2 separate regions of the Sus scrofa genome follow, and region 2 is linked to region 1. Evidence: chromatin contacts called from public HiChIP or PLAC-seq data. All regions are on one chromosome and are shown on one strand. Each heading gives the region's core, a stretch centred on a gene start, on an enhancer-like site or on the middle of the called end of the contact. The rest is flanking DNA. Distances are from core to core; before and after follow the strand shown. Region 1 has its middle 100 kb from the start of TOMM20. Region 2 overlaps LOC102158473 (a long non-coding RNA gene).

What was found. HiChIP or PLAC-seq counts read pairs in DNA pulled down with a chosen protein or histone mark.
Region 2: a contact with region 1 is called in an H3K27ac HiChIP or PLAC-seq map of alveolar macrophages. The contact joins two enhancer-like sites. A contact is called at or near these places in 2 of 2 datasets of contacts at active chromatin or transcription factors (alveolar macrophages and skeletal muscle).

What each region holds. Positions count from the first base shown.
Region 1 is chr14:56,210,694-56,218,231 of Sscrofa11.1, forward strand. No RefSeq gene overlaps it. Among named protein-coding and RNA genes, the nearest start is that of TOMM20, 100 kb to the left of the region's middle. Within about 2 kb of position 2,993, at least 17 of the 83 cell types and tissues checked have an H3K27ac peak or open chromatin away from gene starts, as enhancers often do. A contact at or near this core is called in alveolar macrophages, where this site is marked.
Region 2 is chr14:56,469,905-56,477,399 of Sscrofa11.1, forward strand. It overlaps LOC102158473 (a long non-coding RNA gene), which reads right to left. Exons shown (of 7, transcript XR_002338950.1): 6 at 1,014-1,122. Among named protein-coding and RNA genes, the nearest start is that of IRF2BP2, 72 kb to the right of the region's middle. Within about 2 kb of position 5,662, at least 27 of the 83 cell types and tissues checked have an H3K27ac peak or open chromatin away from gene starts, as enhancers often do. A contact at or near this core is called in alveolar macrophages, where this site is marked.

The DNA of each region.
Region 1 (7,538 bases), core at 1,743-4,242:
CTAAATGCAAGCCACAGGTGCAACCTACGGCAATGCCGTAGCTTTGGCAATGGTGGATCCTCTATACCACTGTGCTGGGCTGGGGATCGAATCTTCACTTTCACAGCAACCCAAGCTGCTGCTGTGAGATTCTTAACCCACTGCACCACAGCGGGAGCTCTCCATGATCTACTTTAAATGTTGAACAAGCCTACTTGCTAACTATCAGCTTAGGTTGGTAGGTGCTATTTAATTGTTTGATTGATGAACTATTATAACATGTGTACATGAAAATGACTTCATGACAGGCCGATCACAGCTCCTGGTCCCAATAAATTCTCAGTTAGTATTTCACTGAATAATCTGCCAGGTGTAGCTAGGGGAAATTCAAGGTTACCCAAGGGAGAAGATTTGTTGGAGGTAGTGGATGAGAAGGGTGTGTCAGTAAAATTTGCTGCATAATAGATTGGCCTAAGGCTCAGTGACTTCACACAGCAGAGATTTATTATTTTTCCTGATTTTAGGGGTGAGGGAGGCAGTTTCTCTGCTGATTTTGCCTGGGCTCACTCATGTGGCTTCATTCAGCCAAAGGCTAAAAGGTCACTTCAGGAGGGTCACATGTCTGGCAGCTGGTGCTGGCAGGCAAGTTGGGGACCTCACTTCTCCCATGGCCTGTCCTTTTTAGCAGGCTAGACCAGCTTCCTTCCATAGGGGTCCCAAGGCCATGGCAGCATTTCAAGAGGGCAAATGAGGAAGCTGAAATGGCTAGCCATGTAAGTCACACACTGTTACTTCTGCTAAATTCTATTGGCTAAAGCAAGTCACAGATTCAAGGGAGAAGGGAAACAGACTTTAACTTTTTTTTTTTTTTTTTTTTGGTCATAGCATGCATTAGCTTGATGTGGAATCTCAGTTCTCAGACCAGGAATTGAACCTGGGCCACAGTGGTGAAAACGCTGAATCCTAACTATTAGACCACCAGGGAACTCCCCAGACTAACTCTTGATGGGAGAGCAGCTAAGTCATTGTCAAGGGGGCATGCTTGCCAAGATAGGAAGAAATTTGTGGTCATATTTTGCCATCTTCCACAGGAAGAAACCAACATTCATTGAGTGTTACCTATGTCCCAGGCACTGCCTAAGTATGACACACACACGATGCTGCTTAATCCTCACACGAGCCTGGGAGGAAGGCCACTGGAAAAATGGAGTCCCCATGACAATATACACCCTCCCCAAGGACCCAGGACCAGGGAGAAGAGGCTGGCATGCAAGTTGAGATTCGCCTGACCCTAAAAGCCTTGCCTGTGCCCTCTTCCTCTTTAATGCTGATTCTGTTGTGCATCTGCAGTGTATAGAAGAGGACTTCAGGTGGCTCTGCCAAACAGTTTTATTTATTCATTCATTTATTTTTATCTTTTTAGGGCCATACCCACAGCATATGGAAGTTCCCAGGCTAGTGGTCAAATCTGAGCTGCAGCTTCCAGCCTACAACACAGCCACAGCAACTCAGGATCCAAGCTGCGTCTGCAACCTAAACCACAGCTCATGGCAACACCAGATCCTTAACCCACTCAGCGAGACTAGGGATCGAACCCCCATCTCATGGATAATAGTTGGGTTCTTAACCTGCTGAGCCACAGAGGGAACTCCCTCTGCCGAACAGTTTTTTCCTTCTCCCCTGCCCTCTCTCTCTCTTATGCAGATTTAATGAATTTCTCACCTTCTTTGTGGATGTTTTCTTGGTCACATGTTTAATAGCATTTACTGAGTAGTTACTGTACGTGGACCATAGTTTTGCTCATGGTGTATCCTGATTTGTAGACACAGTGTTCCCAGCTGACCTGCTGGATTGGTCAATGGTTCATTGTCCTACCAGACTGACCCTGTTGTCTCTGGTGTTGTCAGAGGGGTTTCTTTGCTGTAGATTCCTGCCCTGATGGAGGCCACTTTGAGAAGGCATCTGGAAGCTGGGAGCCCAGCTGCATTCTCCAGATGTCCTGGAGAGTCCTGGAGAGCTTGGGGCTGTGGCTTAGCAGCAGGACACATTCAGACAGTAGGTTTTCAGTCCTCTACCGACTACTTATCCTGGAATGGGCCAGGATAACCTTGCAACATTTCCGCAAGGGAGGTAGGCAGGTGATAATGTTGACATTTCAGGCCATGAGAAACAGGAGGCTGTTGCCTGACTCTCTGCAGCTGCCCTGCTAGAGCTGGGACTCAAGCCCACTTTTCTTTTTCCTTTCTTCCTTTCTTTCTCTTTCTTTTTCTTTCTCCCTCTCCCTCCCTTCCTCCCTCCCTCCCTCTCTCTCTCTCTCTCTCTTCCTTCCTTCCTGGGGGCATATGGAGCTCCCTGGCCAGGGATCAGTTCCAAGCTACAGTTGTGTTGACTGCGGCAACACAAGATCCTTAACCTAACTGCACCAGACAGGGGATCAAACCTGCATTCTGGCACTGCAGAGATGGTGCTGATACTGTTGCACCACAATGGGAACTCCTCAAGCACACTTTTCTTTTTTTTTTCTTTTTAGGGCTGCTCTTGCAGCATATGAAGTTCCCAGGGTAGGGGTCCAATTGGAGTTGCAGCTGCTGGCCTACGTCACAGCCACAGCAATGCGGAATCCAAGTCATGTCTTTGACCTTACACCACAGCTCATGGCAATGCTGGATCCTTGACCCACTGAGCGAGGCCAGGGATTAAACCTGCATCCTCATGGATACTAGTTGGGTTTGTTACTGCTGAGCCACAGTGGGAACTCCTCAAGCCCACTTTTAAGTCCCACGTTTCTGCCCTCTCGTAGGCTGCCTCTCGAAGACCAGGTGGGAGGATGTGGGCCTTACGGAGGCGACTGGGAGCATGGGAGGAACAGATGGCACAGGTCTCTCTCCAGTACATACCAGTCACTACCTGGAAGCTAGCAGCTATGATGTAACCACCTTGTCCGGTGAAGGCTGCCTTTGCTCTGTGGGTGGGACCGCGATGCCGCCAGGCTGGGGAATCCCATTGGTGACAACACAGCATCCTTTTGAGCTGACGTGGCAACAGATGCCCCAGACCCACTCCAAGCCTGACAGACTCTCCACGAAGTGGGTGAAGGGACGGCAGACGTCAGCGCCCGCCTGTAAATCACCTTCACACTGGCTCTTTGTGGTTGATTCACGGATGACTCATTTATAATCTGGTTTCAATATTGTGAGTCAAAACGCACCACTTTCATTAAAAATAACATTCACTGGGGTCTAACGGCTTTCTTTTTTCTGTTTTTTACTGTACCGTGTGGTTTCAGGATGGGAAGCTGTCAGAGAGCAGGTGAGGGCTTCAGAGGGACCGGAACACAGTGACACATGCCTTCCCCGGCTCCCAGTGCTTCAGAACTTGACCCACAGAGGCTCGGATACTTGCTGTGCATCCTGCAGCCTTCTGGGTGTGAGTGTGTGCGTGTCAGAATGAGCCAGCACGAGCGTTTGCTGGGCACACAGGTGATCCATGAAAGACAGGGTGTCTGCCTTCTGGGAGATTCTACTCCAGTGTATGAGGACCAGCTGAGATGCTGGTGCAAAATGCAGATTCCTGGGCCTCATCCCACGCATTGGAGGGTGGGGCTTTGACAGGTTGCTCTGGAGATTTTTAGACACAGTAAAGCTGAGAGCCCTGACTTTGGGCAGGAGAGAGATGAGAATTGTGGGCGGCCCTCTCTGTGAATGGGAGCGTAAGGAGAGAGGAAGAGGCCAGGGCGGGGGTGGGGTGGGGGTGGGGGGCAGCACCAAGGGTGAAGTGAGTCCCCCTCGGGGACTGCACTAAAACCCCCTGCTTTATTTGAGGCACCCACAGTCTTTCTGGTTTGGGGACCTGAACTTGGGCATCCCCTATTTCCTTGGTGAAAGAAAAAAAATAAAATAAAATAAAACCCCCAAACGGTTAAGTTATGCTGGAAACTTCAGTGGAAAGACCCTGACAAGGTACAGTTGCATCTGACCTGGATGAACCCCCCACCGGAGGTCTCAGCTGCTTGTGGGAAACCACCATTTCGTTGCAGCCATTTGGAACTGTCTTCGCCAATTTTGGGGGTTGTCATCCTGAAGTTTCATGGAGGCTCTTCCCATCCGAAGCCAGGGGACGTGTGACCTGACCATTTGGGTCCCATTCCCATCCCTCGCTCCTCTGATGGGTCTTCTCTCCAGAGGCTTCTGGTACCCAGGCTCTGGTCACATGGGAAATAGGCATGAGATTGGGAGTGAGGCTCAGAGTGGCTCAGCGCACGGATGTTTCATCCCAGATGGCCTGGCTGTCTGGGGGAAAGGTCATTTGGGATCTACGGTTAGGCCTGGTCCTCCTGCCCACGATCCTGGTCCTCCCAGTCTCAGTGATGCAACTGCCCAGCCCCTTCCTGCGGCATCACCATGGTCCTCACCTCTTTGCCTCAACTCCTCTCCCTCTCTGCCCCATGGCCGAGCCCTCTGTCCGTGGCTCCCCAGGCCTGCTCTGGGCTGAGGCCACAGCTTACTCCTCCCTGGCTACCTTCCTCTGCTGTGGCTCAACCCACTTCTAGTTGCTTCCATCGGCTTCCACACCAAGGGACTTTCCAGGAAGCTTCCCCAGCATTGTCCCCGTGGCCATCATTCCTGATAGCTTTCCCCCTTCTCCCTGGAAGGTGTCTAGGCTGTTGGACTGGACTTTGGGGTTGGAGGAAGGGATCTGATCAATAACCTGCTCTTTCCTGGTCCTTGCTCACCTCTCCTCCTTAGGTGCACCTGGAGGCAAATGGCCACAGGCAGGAAGAGGGTCTTGATCCCTGGGAGTCTGTATCTCAGTGCTTAGCAGAAGCATCGCCTGGCCCATGTTCGGGTAATTTACTTCAGCTGAGTTAATCATCGGGGTCTTTGCTGTTGGCTTTGGGGTCGATCTGGGGAGGCAGCATGAGGTATTGGCTAAGAGTGCAGAATCTGAGGTCAGAGTCAGATCCAGGTTCTGCTTTTATGGGGCTGTGTGACCTTGCGCAAGTGACCTAACCTCTCTGTGCTTTGGTTGTCTCCTCCCTAAAATGGGGATGACAGTACAAATGCTATCTCAGAGTTTTCTGGGCATTAAAGTCGTTACTCTTTGTGAAGCACAAAGAACAGCACTGGGCACATAATCAGTGCTGTGTGGATTTGTTCAATTTCTTTCCTTCACTTTTACAGAGGAGCAAACATAGCCAAGGAGGAGGAGTGAGTGAGTGGCAGGCCCAGTACTTGCCTGGGGGGGGGGTTCTCCAGTCACGCTTCTGTGGGGCCCTTGATGCCAGTGATGTAGAGCGTGACCCAGGCTCTCTTCTATCCATTTGGAGCAAAGACTTTTGTGTGGGATGTTAAGATTTGGGCAGGTTGGAGTTCCCATTGTGGCTCATTGGGTTACAAACCTGACTAGTATCCATGAGGATGCAGGTTTGATCCATGGCCTTGCTCATTAGGTTAAGGATCCCGTGTTGCTGTAAGCTGCAGCATAGGTTGCATATACAGCTCAGATCTGGTCTTGCTGTGGCTGTGGCATAGACCTGCAGCTGCGACTCCAGTTCGATCCCTAGCCTGGGAATTTCCATATGCTGCAGGTGCAGCCCTAAAAAGCAAAAGAAAAAAAAAAAAAAAAAAAAAAAGAAAAAGATTTTGGCAGGTCTTTGACCAGTGGCCCAGATTTTGGTCAATATTTGCAAATGTGTCTAAAACTCAGCTCTCCACACTCTGAACAGCTGGCTGTGAGTTGCCCACCTGGGAACACAGGGGGCCAGCTTGAATACCCCCGACGCTGGCCCCAAGTCCCAGTGACAGTGCCTCCAAGCAGCTCTAGGTTTGATCCCCATGGCCTGTAGTCCAGTCCAGGCCATAGCATATCATCTTCGTACCACAACTGCAGTAGTTTCCTAACTGGAGGTAGTGGCCTGAATGGTGGCCCCATAATTATCAGGTCCCAGCTCCTGGGATCTGTGCTCTTGTCTTCTACAATGGGTGGGAACATGTTTGAAGCTGTGATAAAGATTTTTAAAAATGTAAATTATGGTAAAATACACAATACAAAATTTACCATTTCAGGGAAGTTCCTGTCATGGCTCAGCAAAAACAATCTGACTAGCATCCATGAGGATGCAGGTTCAATCCCTGGCCTTGCTCAATGGGTTAAGGATCCGGCGTTGCCACAAGCTGTGGTTTAGGTCACAGATGTGGCTTGGATCCTGTGTTGCCGTGGCTGTGACATAGGCCAACAGCTACAACTCCGATTCAACCCATGGCCTGGGAACCTCCATATGCCATGGGTGCAGCCCTAAAAAAGACAAAAAAAAAAAAAAAAAAAGAGAGAGAGAGAGGCAAAAAAAGAAAGAGAAGGAAATGTACCATTTTAATCATTTACAACTGTCCAGTTTGGTGGCATTAAGGACATTCGTATTGTTGTGCAACCAGCACCACCACCTATCCATGGAACTCTTTTCATCTTGCAGAACTGAAACCCTGAACCATTAAACTCCCCGTGTCCCCCAGTCCCCACTCCAACCCCCGGTCATGGCCATTCTACTTCTGTCTCTATAAATGACCATTCCAGGTATCTCATATAAGTGGAATCGTTTTAGTATTTGTCCTTCTGTGAGTGGTTTATGTCACTTAACATAATGTCCTCGAGGTTCATTTACATTGTAACCTGTGTTAGAATTTCCTTCCTTTTTAAGGCTGAAGGATATTTCGTTGTATAGCCAGACCACATTTCATTTATCCATTCATCCACTGCTGGACACTTGGGCTGCTTCCACCCCTTGGCCATTGTGAATCATGCTGTCGTGACCATGAGCGTTTGAGTCCCTGTTTTCAATTCTTTTGGGTATACACCCAGAAGTGAAATTCCTGGACCAAAAAGGAACTCTCTGCCTAATTTTTTGAGAACTCTCCATACTGTTTTCCATAGCGATGGCACCATTTTACCCTCTCATCAACAGTAAGAGTTTAAGAATTTTATGATGAGAAGATCCCAGATTAGTCTAGGTTCTAAGTGCCTTCAAAAATGTCCTTGTAGGAAAAAGGCAGAGGTCGTTTAGACACAGTGATGGTGATGGGAGGATAAAGGTGGAGGCTGGAGTGATGGGGCTGTAAGCTGATGAGCTGGAAGCCACCAGAAACTGGAGGAGTTCAGGAGTCGCTTCTCCTCGAGAGCCTCTGGAGAGACCACAGCCTCCTGACATATTTTTTTTTTTTTTTGTCTTTTTACCTTTTCTAGGGCCGCTCCTGCAGCATGTGGAGGTTCCCAGGCTAGGGGTCGAATCGGAGCTGTAGCCACCAGCCTACACCAGAGCTCAGCAACGCAGGATCTGAGCCGCGTCTGCGACCCACACCACAGCTCACAGCAACGCCGGATCCTTAACCCACTGAGCAAGGGCAGGGACTGAACCCGCAACCTCATGGTTCCTAGTCAGATTCGTTAACCACTGCACCACGACGGGAACTCCTGACATCTTGATTTCAGCCCGTGAAACTGATTTCAAACTTCCATCCTACAGAACTGTAAAATAATTAACTTTTCATTTGTTTCAAGCTATGGGA
Region 2 (7,495 bases), core at 4,412-6,911, 260 kb after region 1:
GGCCTCCATGCCTTCCACCAACCCACAGCCCAGCTCTGGTAGGAAGTCCTGGTTTCGTGGAGTTTGTTCCCTCCTTCTGCATTGTTTCCGGTGAATCCTTGCCAGCAAAGCGAAGGTGGCCAGGAATCAGGAGGACACTCCAAACGGGTGATTAAAACAGACAAACAAGGAAGTTCCCATTGTGGCTCAGGGGTAACGAGCCTGACTAGTATCCATGAGGATGCAGGTTTGATCCCTGGCCTTCCTCAGTGGGTTAAGGATCCAGCATCGCCATGAGCTGTGGTGTAGGTCACAGACATAGCCTGGATTGGGCGTTCCTGTGGCTGCGGTATAGGCCGGCAGCTGCAGCTCCGATTCAACCCCTAGCCTGGAAACTTCCCTATGCTGCACATGCGGTCCTAAAAAGCAAAACAAACAACCAAACAAAAAACCCACATAAGACAGAAGAGACAGAAGTTTTCCCCCAAACAGAGATGGCGTGCTGGGGGGTCAGGATCACAGGCTCAGCTCAGCCTCTGAGGAGGTCTCATGGTGTGAAGAACTGGCCCCCAGGCCTCTTTCCCATGACCAGGCCTAACGAGCACCATGTTTAAGCTCTGTACAACCTGAGAACAGCCTCATGCCCTTTGCACACATGCTCCAAGATTGGGAGACAATGAAATGAGTGCCTCCTGTTCATGAAGAGCTAAAGCCCCAGAGAAGGTCTTCTTGGAAACCAGAAGCCCCTGCCCTCACGCATACCCTCATAGGGCACTTTCATGGAGGTGCCAACAGTTCAGTCTCTCGCCAAGGTGCCGAAGGGGGCTGGGTCGGATATAATGCTGTCACACTGACAGGAAAGCAGATTTACTCTCAATGTTCCAGGATCCAGAAGGCACGGGGTCAGCAATGACACCACACTGTCCCCTAATGATTTCCTGGGGGTTCACTCAGGTCCACTTTTGGGAGGTGGAACCCTATGCCCCACCCCCTGTACATCCATTCCACTGACCAGCCACACAGGAAGTACTCACATGTTGTGTCCAGCGGGTCACCCCCACTTCTAGGCTCCACATCCTAAGGTGAATTCTCTGTTCTGTTCCAGCTTTGTTGATGCCTTCTCCGTAGAGGAGCCAGTCAGCCCTAGACACAAGAGTGGAATGAATGATGCCAGCCCTCGGAGGCATCCTCTTCCCTTTTCTCCCCCTCATCTGACTCTGTATATGCTCTCTCCCTTGAGGGCCCAGGGTTCTCTCGCAACTCAGGCTCTTCATGGCCTACTGACACCCAACTGTGTATCCAGACCCTCTGCAGACCAGCCCTTTGGCAACCCTTCATTCAAACACAACAGTCCCAGCCCTATTTCTGCTCTCTGTTGAATTAGGTCACTGATTCCACTTCCGATTCCTTTTCTAAAGGATGATCAGATAAGGACCAACACAACTGAAAGTGCCATCTGCCATATTGGTGTATTGAGTGACAGCAGAGAATTTCTAAAGTGACACTGCCCACATCTGGACCCCGGCGTTGATTATCTGTTTGTTTTCTCATCTCCAGGGTTTGGCACACAATTCAGACTTCAACATAAGCAATTCTCATCTTTTGGGCTATTTTCATATGGGTTATTTCTGTCTCTCTCAATAGATTTTAAATTCTAAATCTACTATGTCTTAGCTCAGGGCTAAAACAGTGGTTCACTCCTAGGAATGATTCTCTAATGTGCATGGTCAGGAAGGGACCAAGACCCATTAAATACTTGAAAGTTTGAGTGGGGAGGACCTTACAGAATCTAATTCAGCTGCCTCATCCTGTAAGTGAGAAAGCCAAGTCCAGAAAAGCATGAACACATGAGACAGTGGACCATTTACTCCTCCAAGAACAAATACGCATTCAGTGTCTAATCCAGTTGCTGTGATAGGAACATAAAGATGAATCAGTTATGGACCTTGTTCTCCAGGAACTTGGGTTTAATGTGTAAAGGAGATAAGATAAGAATGAACATCAATGACTACACTATGAGACGGGAAGCTATAAGCACTATTAAGGTGCGAAATGGACTATAATCAGGTGCAAACAATGAAGAGGTGCATTTTAAATGTTGTGAGTGGGCAGGAAGGGAAAAGCTGAGCCCAGGTGGCTACAAAGAGGAAACTTCCTAGCAGATCTGTGTTAAATATCGAGCCAAAGCCACGGGATGAAGCCAAACAACACCCTGCTCTTTGCTTAGCTGGCGAAAGCTCACAGACTCACTTTAGCTGAATGTTTATGGGAAGTATACTGTGTGCCCTAACAAGACTAATAAAGAGACATGGAGGGAAGCTAAAAGAGCCAATGGGCCAAACTGACACCTTAGGTCCACCCAGCTCAGCCTGACTCTAAACTCTAAACAAGATAGTAACTTAATGCTGTATGATCCAGCAATTCCTCTCCTGGGCACCTATCCAAAGAAAACTAAAATTTGAAAAGATACACGCACCTCAATGTTCACTGCAGTCCTATGTACAATAGCCAAGACATGGAAGCAACCTGAATGTCCATCAATAGAGGAATGGATAAAGAAGATGTGGTACATATATATAAAATGGAATATCACTCAATCATAAAAGAGTGAAATAATGCTATTTGCAGCAACATGGAGGGACCTAGAGATTATCGTACTAAGTGAAGTAAATCAGAAAAAGAAAGACAGAGAGACTATATGATATCACTTATATGTGGAATCTAAAATTTGTATCTAAAAGATACGGATGGGAGTTCCCACGGTGGCTCAATGGATTAAGAACCCGACTAGAATCCATGAGGGTGCGGGTTTGATCCCTGGCCTTGCTAAGTGGGTTAAGAATCTAACATTGCCATGAGCTGTGGTGTAGGCTGGCAGCTGCAGCTCCACTTTGACCCCTAGCCTGGGAACTTCAATATGCTGAAGGTACAGCCCTAAAAACAAAGCCAAAAAAAAAAAAAAAAAAAGGACACAAATGAACTTATTTGCAGAACAGACTCATAAACTTTGAAAAACTTATGGTTACCAAAGGGGACAGGTCAGGGGGAGGGATGGACTGGGGGTTTGGGACTGGCATCTGCACACGGAGATGTATGGAATGACTGGCCAACAGGGACCTGCTGTACAGCAAAGAGAACTCTACCCAGTAGAGCCAATGGACCAAGTATTCTGTGACAGCCTATGTGGGAAAAGAATCCGAGAGAGAATGGATATGTATATATGCATGACTGGGTTACTTTGCGGTACAGCAGAAATGATCACAGCCTTGTAAATTAACTATACTTCAATGAAACTTAAAAAATAAAAATATGGAGTTCCCGTCGTGGCGCAGTGGTTAACGAATCCGACTAGGAACCACGAGGTTGCGGGTTCGGTCCCTGCCCTTGCTCAGTGGGTTAACGATCCGGCGTTGCCATGAGCTGTGGTGTAGGTTGCAGACGCGGCTCGGATCCTGCGTTGCTGTGCCTCTGGCGTAGGCCGGTGGCTACAGCTCCGATTCGACCCCTAGCCTGGGAATCTCCATATGCTGCGGGAGCGGCCCAAGAAATAGCAACAACAACAACAACAAAAGACAAAAAGACAAAAAAATAAAAAATAAAAAATAAAAATATGACACAAATTAACCTATCTACAAAACAGAAACAAACTCACAGACATAGAAGACAAACTTATGGTTACAAAGGGAAAGGTGTGTGTGATGGGGGAGAGAGCTAGATTTGGAGTTTGGGGTTCTTTTACTACATATAAAATAAATAAACAAGAAGGTCTTATTGTATAGCACAGGGAACTAGATTCAGTATCCTGTTATCAACCATAATGGAAGAGAAAGTGAAAAAGAATATGTAACTGAATTCCTTTGCCATATACTGAAACTAACACAACATTGTAAATTGACTATATTTTTTGGCTGTGCCTACAGCATGTGGATGTTCACAGGCCAGGAATCGAACCTGTGCTACAGCAGTGACCCAAGCCACCAAAGTGACAAATGCAGTTCCCTAGCCCTCTGTGTCACAGGAGAACTCCAGTAAATAAACTATAATTAAAAAAAAGGCATATAAACAAGATAGCAACTTAAAAGAGAGGAAACGCTTTCTTTCTTTTAATATCCTTTCTTTTCACTGAGTAATTATTATTTTTCAACTGTAAGTTGAGTTCTTCTCCTCATCTTATTCCTATTAAATTCACTCTGGCAAAGTGTGCCAGGTCAATACAAATAACCTTTAAAGGCACAGCCCAGCTCTCAAGAGATGAAGAGTGACTGGTACTCAGCGCTTTGTAAAGACTTGCTTGGATAATCTTTTTTGTTGTTTTTATGGTCACGTCTCAGTATATGGAAGTTCCCAGGCCAGGGACTGAATCTGAGCTGCAGCTGCAACTTACGCTACAGCTTCAGCAATGTTGGATCCTTTAACCCACTGTGCCACAGTGGGAACTCCTTGCCTTGATAATCTGAGATCTCTCTTTCTCTCTCTCTCACGCCCCTCTCACACACACACACACACACACACACACACGGTCCTAGGAGCAGTGGTGTGTTTATTGCTTGATGGCACTACCACCTTGCCCAGCTTCTCATCCATCCTGCAAGCCCTCCCTCAGCCTCTGAAAATGAAGGGTTGCGGCCCTTTAAAGGATGCTCTGCCACCTGACCCCTCGCCAGCCCCTCCCCCAGACCTCCTGCTCCCTGCCATCATTTCCACTATTTTGAACTTTCAATGCTGTCTACTTGTTGGCTCCTTTCCCATGTCCTTGGAACATGCCAAGGACATCCTGCTCTAAAAAACCCCTCTCAAATGACTGCTCCATGTCATGCCTTCCCTTCACCATCAAGCTCGTTTTTGAAGAAGGGTACCTTCATGGCCTCAAGGTCCCCTCCTCCACCTGTTTCCCTGCCTCTGAGATTCAGCGTCTGCACCCACCCCGCCTCCCCAATACATGGCTCTCTCATACTCAGAGCCGCTCTTGGGACATGCAGGATCCCTATGTTTTGGCCTTGGGACCTGCCAATCACCTTCTGTGGTGACCGTCTACACTCCTGGCGGATGACCCCCAGATGCAGTCTCCAGTCTTGATCCGGATCCTGGGGTACAGAGGCTGTATTTCCAGTGACTCCCTAACCAGTCTATTGGGTCACCCCGTGAAAACCTTGACACTCAACTTGCCCCAGAGGGACCAGCCCCTTCCTTCTCCAGCCTGCCCCTCCCCTAGTCTGCTGGTTTATGTTACCAGGCGCCTTGCCAGGCCGCCTCCAGGCTAGAACCTCAGGATTATTTTAGATGCTTCCTTCTCCTTCCTGCCTCATAATCAGTTGCCTCCTAATCATCTCCTAAATCTGCTATCTCTTGTCATCCTGCCCCTGATCTTTGCAGTCTAGCTGACCCATCTACAAGCTTAGTCCTGGCCTCACCCCCGCCCCCCCCAAGCTGTGAGTAGTAGCAATTTTAGGCAAGAGCCCCAGCTTCCGCTTCACTGGTCTCAGCTCTCTGCTTCCTGATTTCTGCTTTGTGTACCCCCCCACCAACACCAGCCCCTGCCGCCCCCACTTGAGTTTTCCATTTCTGGCCACTCAGGCTCCCCTGGTTTTAGATTTCCAGGTGCTTTTCCACAGTGACTCTCCACCTGGCTTCTACTTCTGGTGTGAGGTATCAAGTCACACCTACTGTCGCCTGGGTAACATCTTGGTCCATTTCTCCTCCTGTGGAGCCTACCAGCCAAGCCGGCCTTGGGTCTCTCACCTCTGTGCTGTCACAGTAACGTTATTCTCTGCATGCCTGTTCTTTCACTGGACTGTAAGTCCCCTTGAGGACAAGAAGGGGCCATTATTTCCTTGCCTCTGAGTTTCGTTCCAGGCACAGCGTAGGATTAGGAAAATGGAAAGAATGTGGTATATACAGGAAACATTTAAGAATGATTCAAGGCAATCCATGTCCTGGAGAAGGACAGGGAGGGAGGGGCTGCTGTGGACTGAGTCAGTCTAGGAAGCTGGATCCCAAGCTGAATGCAGACATTGTAATTATATGCCCTAAAAACAGGAAAGTGCTGCTTACGCTGATGAAGTCTATCTTTGAACTCCGCCCAGTGCCCTGAATTCTCCACTTACTCTGTTACCTTTTCTTAACCCAGCTGGGATGACTAGGGCCTGTAAGGCCAAGAAGGCTGTCATGAGAGGTGTGGCCCAGCCAATAAGGGGCCAGAGGCCAGCAGCTTCCTGCGTGTTAGCGCCAGGAGTGTGGGAGGCCGTCTTCTGTTTACTTGGGGACCTTGGGACCTTGGGGCTTCGCTTGGCCCCAGAGGAGCTCAGAAGTGTGCATCACTCCTCTGAAGACACATCCAGGGAGTGTTTGATTGTGACTTCTCCCTAGAGCCGGCCTCCAGCCAAATGTGAATAGCCCTTGTAGAATCCTGGCTGGTGCTCAAGGCCTTCTTGGGTTTTTCCAAAGAAGTGTCCTGGGCCTTCTCATTGGTTTCTCCATTTACTGTTTCCTGTCATGCTATCATGTGATTGGAAGTGCTGTCCTTAAGGCTGTGTCCCTTTGGTACCATGAGCTCAAGCTCTGCTCCCGCCTAGCCTCACCCCTAGCCAATCCCTTTGGCTGAAAGATCCCTGGACTTCCCTGCAGCATCAGCCTGGACTGCGGTTTTCCCTAAGACCCTCTGCTAAGCTGTGCATTACAGGTCGGGGAGGGCCCTGTTTGGATCTGGCTCATTCTGAAGGAACTCCGGCCCTTAAGAAGGAGGGGGGGTCATGCTGGCCATCTTCTCAGTTGAGTTTTGGCAGCCTGGCCCTTCTTCATCACCAGTCCCTTCTTCCTTTGGACCACTCCACTTGCCCAGCTGCTGCAAGTCCCAGATGTTCCAGAAGAGCTGCTAGGAGCTGAGAGTTTGTGTGGGCAGAGAGACACGGGCCAATCCCACCACAAGCAGTCTAAAAAAATGGTGCCCAAGGGAAAGCATGTCTTGACTTTGGCCCTCTTCCACATGGGTCTGTCCCCTCAAAGATGCGTGTGCCCCCTGGATTTCACTGAATTCTTAAGCTTGCCGCAGAGGTATTTATAGCCCAAGAAAGTTGCTCAATGGTCTTATTCATGGCCTGCATGCAAGCTCTCACGAAACCCTCTGCTGGATTCCTTGGTTCCTGGAAAGCCTGGGTGAATTTCACGCAAAAATCATTTGAGCATATAGTCGCATATTAACGTGCGTGTTCAGAAGCCAAAATCCAAGTCGTAATAGGGTTGCTCACACTTTGGGATTTCCAAACCTAAAAGAAGGCTCTTTAAAAAGAAAGAAAGAGGGAGTTCCCTAGCAGCCTAGTGGTTAAGGATGTAGAGTTGTCACTGCTGTGGCTCAGGTTCGATCCCTGGCCAGGAAACTTCTGCATGCCATGGGCCAGACCAAAAAACCAACCAACAAATAAATAAAAAGGAAGAAAGAAAAAAAAAAACAATGAGACAAACACATAAATAACAGAAAACATTCTAAGATTCTCAAAAGCTTCTGTGTCTATATTCAATG